2 separate regions of the Mus musculus genome follow, and region 2 is linked to region 1. A link is a contact called in public promoter capture Hi-C data. All regions are on one chromosome and are shown on one strand. Each heading gives the region's core, a stretch centred on a gene start, on an enhancer-like site or on the middle of the called end of the contact. The rest is flanking DNA. Distances are from core to core; before and after follow the strand shown. Region 1 holds the start of Ppp2r5a (protein phosphatase 2, regulatory subunit B', alpha). Region 2 holds the start of Sertad4 (SERTA domain containing 4).

Evidence for each region. Promoter capture Hi-C pulls out the DNA fragments that hold promoters and counts their contacts.
Region 2: a contact with region 1 is called in a promoter capture Hi-C map of pre-B cells, with 3 times the contacts expected there. The contact joins the promoter of Sertad4 here to the promoter of Ppp2r5a in region 1. A contact is called at or near these places in 2 of 39 promoter capture datasets (cranial neural crest and pre-B cells).

What each region holds. Positions count from the first base shown.
Region 1 is chr1:191,395,299-191,398,394 of GRCm38.p6, forward strand. It overlaps Ppp2r5a (protein phosphatase 2, regulatory subunit B', alpha), which reads right to left and starts at 1,743. Exons shown (of 13, transcript NM_144880.4): 1 at 938-1,743. The coding sequence starts at 1,118.
Region 2 is chr1:192,854,459-192,857,806 of GRCm38.p6, forward strand. It overlaps Sertad4 (SERTA domain containing 4), which reads right to left and starts at 1,294. Exons shown (of 4, transcript NM_198247.2): 1 at 985-1,294. It overlaps Gm15867 (predicted gene 15867), which reads left to right and starts at 470. Exons shown (of 2, transcript NR_131748.1): 1 at 470-620; 2 at 1,557-2,398.

The DNA of each region.
Region 1 (3,096 bases), core at 493-2,992:
GGTTCCAAGCTGTTGCTGGTCAACTGTTGATTTGATCTAGGGTTTTCTTTACACTCCTTGCCAAACTAAGTCAGGATTCATAGACTCAAAGACAAATCACAACCAGATTGGCCTTGAAAGGGATGCTGGATCTTTGTCAAAAGAATTGAAAAATCTGCTGATCATTTATCTATTTTGGCATGAGCCTTTCTTTTATTTCTTGGCCTTGTGACTCATTCTCTAGGTTTCTATCAGGTTGCAAAGAATTTCTTAAATATCTAGGAACATAAACATCTTTTCCATTAATGACATCTAGCTCATAAAATGCAAAGACGTAAAATTATTAAATTAAAAGCCAGTAATTCTCAAAGAATAAGCAAGAACGCCAGTAAACAACTCATGAAAAGCCTCCAAACCGGGTGAGAAAAGAGAGCCAAAAGGAGTGCCAAGCACTCCTGCGAGGCATTAGGCACGGATACCAATCTGAATTACTTACAAAACCTTACAAAGTCCTTGGAAGCATAGCCGCGCTAACCAAGTTCCCGTTCCACGGCAAAGAAATTACTCTTCCTTCATAACCTCTCCAAAGACAATCGAGGTCTTCTGAGGTATAACATTTACGTCTAACGAGACAGTAAGATCTGTCACCTGGTCCCGGTTTTAAGCTAGTTCTATATAGCTACGTCTAAAGGCCAGCTAACTCGGCAGCAGTTTGTTTGGACCCTGGATGTGACAACTGAGGGACAAACAGAGAAAGAGAAGAACTAGCTAAGCTTGGAGAAAACCAGGGTTGAGGCTCAGCGAGGCAGGGAGTCGAAAGACTGGACGAGGGAAGGGAGCGCAGGTACCTCTGGGGACCCTGAAATCGCCAAGGCAAGGGCAGGCGGGGCAAGCGCGCAGGTGGGAAGGGGAGTAGGGCTTGCCCCGGGAGCGCGGGCCAGGGGCGGCCGGGGGTTACCTTTGAGCTGGGGCAGGGGGTGCAGCTCCGCCTGGCTGCCCTGGCTGCGGAACTGCGACGAGCCCTGAGAGCGCTTCTGCCTCTGCGCCTTGCGCACCGATTTCCGGGTGAAGCCGTCCACTTTCTCCGAGGCCGAGATGGCGGCGCAGGCAACTGGTGCGGGCGGCGACGGCGACGACATCTCGGCGACCCGGGCGATCGGCGCCTCCCGCGGCGGCTGGCCCGGGCAATCGGCGGGGGACGGGCACGGCGGGCCTGCGCCCCTGCGCCCCGGGCCCCGGCCGCGCCGCCCTCGCGCTCCGCGAGCTGCTCCTCACCCGACAGCGCCTCACGGCCGCATCCCCGCGCCGCGCGGCCGCCTCCCGGGGCTGGCGGAGGGGAGGGCGGGGGCGCGCGGGCCGCACAAGTTGCTGACGCCCGGCGACGAGGGCGGGCGGAGGCGAGCCCGAAGTTTGGACGGCTGGGGCGAGCGCGCGGGTGCGGACGCCGGGCGCGCCTCGCGGCCCCTTAGCGCGCGGAGTCCGGACAGGTCTTCAGCGGCTGCCGCCCGCGCTGTCCGCCCGGCCGGGAGCCTCCTCCCGGGGCGCTTCCATCGCGGGTCCGCGCGAGCCGCTGCCGAGCGCTCGTTCTCCTGTCAGCGATGGCCCCTCATCGCCCGGGGCGGCCACCCGTACCCCGATCCTTGGATCCTTGGATCCCTGGAGCGTCGCCCTCGCTCAGCCTCCCGCGCCCACCGGCCGCCCACGGAGCACGCCCGGGAAGCAACTGCTACAACTTGAGAGGGTGGCTGGTTCGGGTGAGGGGGGACTCGGTGCGCGTGCGTGCGCGCTCCCGCGGCCCGGGGGAGGTCCTCGCGGGGGGTGGAGGAAGGAGTTTGACTGACAACTTCCGCGGGGTCCCACTAGCCTCCGGAGTCTCCGGAGGGGGCCGGGGCGGGAAAGCATGCCAGTGCCCTCGGCCAATCGCAGGGCTAAGCGGCAGACGGGGGTGGGGGCGTGGCCTCCCGGCTGTCTATCAAGAGTCCATAGCTGGGTGGGAGGGAGGGGCTACGTGACAGACGCGGGCCACAACCAATCGCAAGTGAAGGCAGTGAGCGGGGTGCCTTGTGCGTCACAACTGTAAAGGAAAGCTCTCGGGAGGGAGAAAGGGGAAACGCCGCGCCGCTGTCGGCTCTTGTGTACGCCTGCGCTAGGCTCCAGGCTGGGATTGTTCTCCAGACAGCGCGTTAAGAGGGAAACTACACAGGCAGCTCAGAAAGCAGAAGAGCGTCCTCCCTCTCTTTGCGCCCTGCTTACCAATGAGAACATGAAGCGAGGGCCGGGGTGCCCAAGAACACCAAGCATTGCGTCAGTCGAACGGGGGCGGGGCCAAGGTCGTGTCAGAGCAACGTGATTGACAGGCGAAGGAGCCCCGGGAGAGAAATGAGCTTGTCCAATCGGAGCGCGGGGCTACGTTCTTGGGCGGGCCTTCTCCTCTCCGGTCCTAAACCGCGTAATTGGTGGTTGGGGAGTCCATTTGTAGCTCCCGAGGTCTTGGCGCCGCGGTTCGCTGATCGCTGATCTCGCGTGGGGTTTGGGCAAGCTCGTCTCTACCACTTCAGAGAGCTCTGCAAGTCTAGGCCCTCTGAAAAGAAGTTTCCCGTTTCGAACTTAGCCCAAGTTTAACCTCTTCTGCTGAGGCCCTTCAGTCATCTGTAGTCAAGTTCAGATTAGCTGATTTGGGGAATCTCTTCCTAAGAGATTCCGTCTAAGTTTTATATTTAAAGCCAAGAACTGCTCATGTTAGCTTTGGGCATCCGTATGATGCTTCAACAGAAAGTGATCCCGCCTGCCCATAGTGCCCCCTTTGCTCTGCAGTCTCTTCTGCAAGTCCCACACCTTTTCCTTTTGACATAAAAACGGAGGTTAAGTAGGCTGGCCTAATGCTTGAGGAGGATCGAGAAGTATGCAAAAGTAGAGTTCTAAACCTACACTCAAAACATTTGCTTAACCAAATTATATAACAACAGAAGAATGTATAACGGAAATATGGTGTGTATACACATATTTTTCCACCATAAAGAACGAAATAACATGTAGGAAAATAGGTCCAACTGGAGATAATCATATTAGGCTGAATAAGCCAGTTTCAAAAACATAAATATCTTGTTTCCTTTTGCT
Region 2 (3,348 bases), core at 44-2,543, 1.5 Mb after region 1:
TTCTCTGTCGGTGTTGGGGGTTGGGAATGCAGGTGTGTGTGTGTGGGGGGGGGGACGGACACGACTAAGGAGGTCAGAGGTTTCCCACTGGGAGCTTTGGGGTTAGCATTCTCAGTCCAGGCCCTAGGAGGGGTACAGGGGTGTGACGGGTCCCTTATCCAGGGTCTCAAACAGACGCACCCTGGAGACTGGTATCACTGCCCTTAAGCCCTTTTCTGGACCGAGGGCACCGTCCGGCTAGCCGCTGGCCGCAGGGAAAAGTAAACAGCCCAAGTGTCTGGGAACAAAGGCAAGTTGTCTTCCAAGGTGCTGGAGCCCAGTGCCTCTCCTGAAGAATAAGGGCTATCATTATTCGCTCTTTCTAAAAACCAAGTTTCCTTCTATGGGAAATACACGCCAAGGTGGGATTCCAAGGCTATGACTCACAGCGGCTGGCGGGGCCACACTCCAGCCCGCAGCTGCCCTGGTCCTTCGCCGAGCTGCTGCCGCCCGCGCGGTACGCGCCGCTGGAGCTAGGGGTGGACCTTGGTGCCCCGCTCCTGCGGCCCGGCACTCGGGAAAGTTGCGGGGCCGAGGAGACTGCTAGAGGCGGGGGCGTGGGCCTGGCAGCCCGCGGGGAGGTGAGCCGAGGACAGCGCCGCCCGCAGCCAGGAGCAGGGGCGGGCGCGGAGGTGGCGGGGGACACAAGGTGTCAGCTCCGGCAGCGGCGCCTTGTTCCGCGGAACGCGCATCCCTGCGCCCCGCAGGCCCTCCTCCCTACCCTCTTGGCCCCAGGCCGACCCTCCTGCTACCCGGGGAAACCCGACTCGCCGCCACGGGGTCTTCGCCCACCGCCCGGGTCGCCTCGTGCGCGCCGCAGCTCCCGGGAAGGGCGCGCGACCCCGGAGAGCGCGCGCCGCCCCCGCGCCCCGCTGTGTCCAGCTGCGCCCTAGCCCCACGCGCGACCCTCCCCGCCCCCGCGCGCCCTGGGGTCACGGCTCTTACCGCGCGCCCCGCGCTCCAGCCGCCGCCGTCCTCCGCGCGGCCGCCGCTGCCCACGCGCCTCCCGGGCCCAGTCGGCGTGGCCGGGTACGCGGCGGCCGAGGTCCCCGCAGGTCCCGCCGCCGCCGCCGCAGACGGTTATGGAAATGAGCCGATGTGTCTGGCGAGGAGCGCGAGAAACCCGTCAATCCTGTTTGCCATTTCCCCGCGGATTTCCGAGCCTGGCTCTGCTGGATGCCCCCGGGGCGAGAGGGAACCTGACAAGCGCGCTCCCCGCCTCCCTCCGCTCTGCCAGATCGCGGGGCGCCGCGCCCCCGCCCGCCCTGCCTCCGCCCCCGCTCCGCCTCCGCCCTCGGGGCCGCGCGGGCCGCTCCCGCCCGCAGCCCGGACCCCACGCGCGCAGCCCGCGGGAGGCAGGGGCTGCAACGCACGAAGCGTTCATCGCAACCTGCCCAGACGTCTTGTCTATTTTTTAGATTTTGCTTTAGTTTTCTTATTGTGTGTGCGTGTGATTTGAAAAAAAAAATCTGTGCCTTTCCCACCCCTTACTAAAGACTTTCTTCCCCTCTGTACAGCACACGGAGATGAGAAACAGATGTCAGAGCTGGACTGAGCCTTTGCGCTCCCCCGCCCGCTCGATCCCTTCCCCAGCAGCCTGGGTGTAACAAGGCAGCACTCATCCTGCGGCCACGTGAACTGGCAGCTACTGGGTGCGGATCCCCGTGGGGGAAACCTACAAGAAAAACAAACAGACAAACAAACAAAAACTAATAAAGAAGCTTGCCCTTGGTGGAAAGGCTGTGACAGGAGCTCAAGTCATTTTATTTTATAAATAGTGATTTCCCCCCCCTCTTCTTGTAGTGGATTCTATTGGAGTTAGTTTTTGTGTGGATTTTTATTGTTTTGTTTTTGAGACTGGGTCTCACTGTGTAGACCAGGCTGGACTTGAACTTTTAGAGATCCGTATGTCTCTGTCTACCAAGTGCCACCAAGCATGGCTGGGTTTTTCTTTAAAAGCAAAACAAACAAACCGCAAACACATTGATTCATAACTGCTGTCTGGGTCCCTCTGTCATGAAGAGGTCACTTCTGGTGCAAAGAAGGAAGAGGTTTAGAGAGGTAGACCGTAACAAAGCGCGGGTGGGGGAAGGGAGGCACCTGTGCAAAGTGTTAAGAACTGCTACTATGCCAGATGCGCTGAATGTGACACAGTTCTTTATAGCAGTGATCCTCCCGCCTGCAAGATCCAGGCCTCTGACTGCCTGGTCGCTGCGAATCCAGGAGGCGCACAGACTGCAAACCAGGGGGAGAGGATCAGCGCCTGCAGATTGAGCTCCATCTGATTTGCATGTTTATTTCCTAGAATTGTAATTAAATTTGTGTAATAAATGTTTTCCATTTCATTTGTACACTCAAAATTTGGGTGACTGACATGCAGCTAAGTGAATTTCCTTTTTTTTATTTTATGAAGTAAATGTGCCTTATTCAATAAAGTAGCAAATATTAACCATCGTCAGGACTAATCTATTTAGAAAGTGTTTCTATTGAACTCTGTGCATCAAAGACACAAAAATTCTTAGGGTATCAGGACACCAAGAGAACAATGCTGAAAACAGGAGGCCGTGGCCAGCATATTTCAGTTTTTCCAAAAGACAGTCCAGGGTTGCACGCCTGAGATTGGGCTTTCTTGGGTTCATTCCAAACCATGTTAAATTGCCCTGACTCATGCCAAGATGGGCATTAGATGATGATTTCGGAATTTTCGAGATAATTTTTTTCTTCAGTCCATGAGAGTCCCACGTCCAGGTTGAGGGTAGAGTCTACTCTTCACTGGAGGGAGGAGGCACAACTGCTTTAAAGCAGTGCAGTTTGGGGAATCCAAATTCTAACCTAAAACTGTTTATCCTGTAGCTCAAATAAAGAACTAAATGTGGGGCTCGGAGGCATGGCTTATTATTGTTTTTATCTCCCCATATTAAAGTTTCATAGCATTTAAAGGGCTATGGGGAATCCACACACACACTTAGCTGTGTCAAAATACATAAAACCAAAAGGAGCAAATTAAGCATAAAATTGAGAAATAACATGAGACTAAGATCCAGCACAAGCTGCTTTTGCTTCTTTAGAGCTTTATCTCTAAAACCCAGCCTTCTGGGGAAACTCCATAGCACCCTGGGGTGCCTACAAACCAAATTTCTGCATTTAAACCCTGTACCCTTGCAACTATGCATATGAACTTGACCCTGTTTCACTGGCAGCTTTCCTGACTCACTTTTAATGCCAGGGTTACTGTCCCTTAGTGCCCACCTGCTCACAGCTGAACAAGCATGCTACCGCAAAAGGCAGTCACGTGCCTACGGAAAGCGA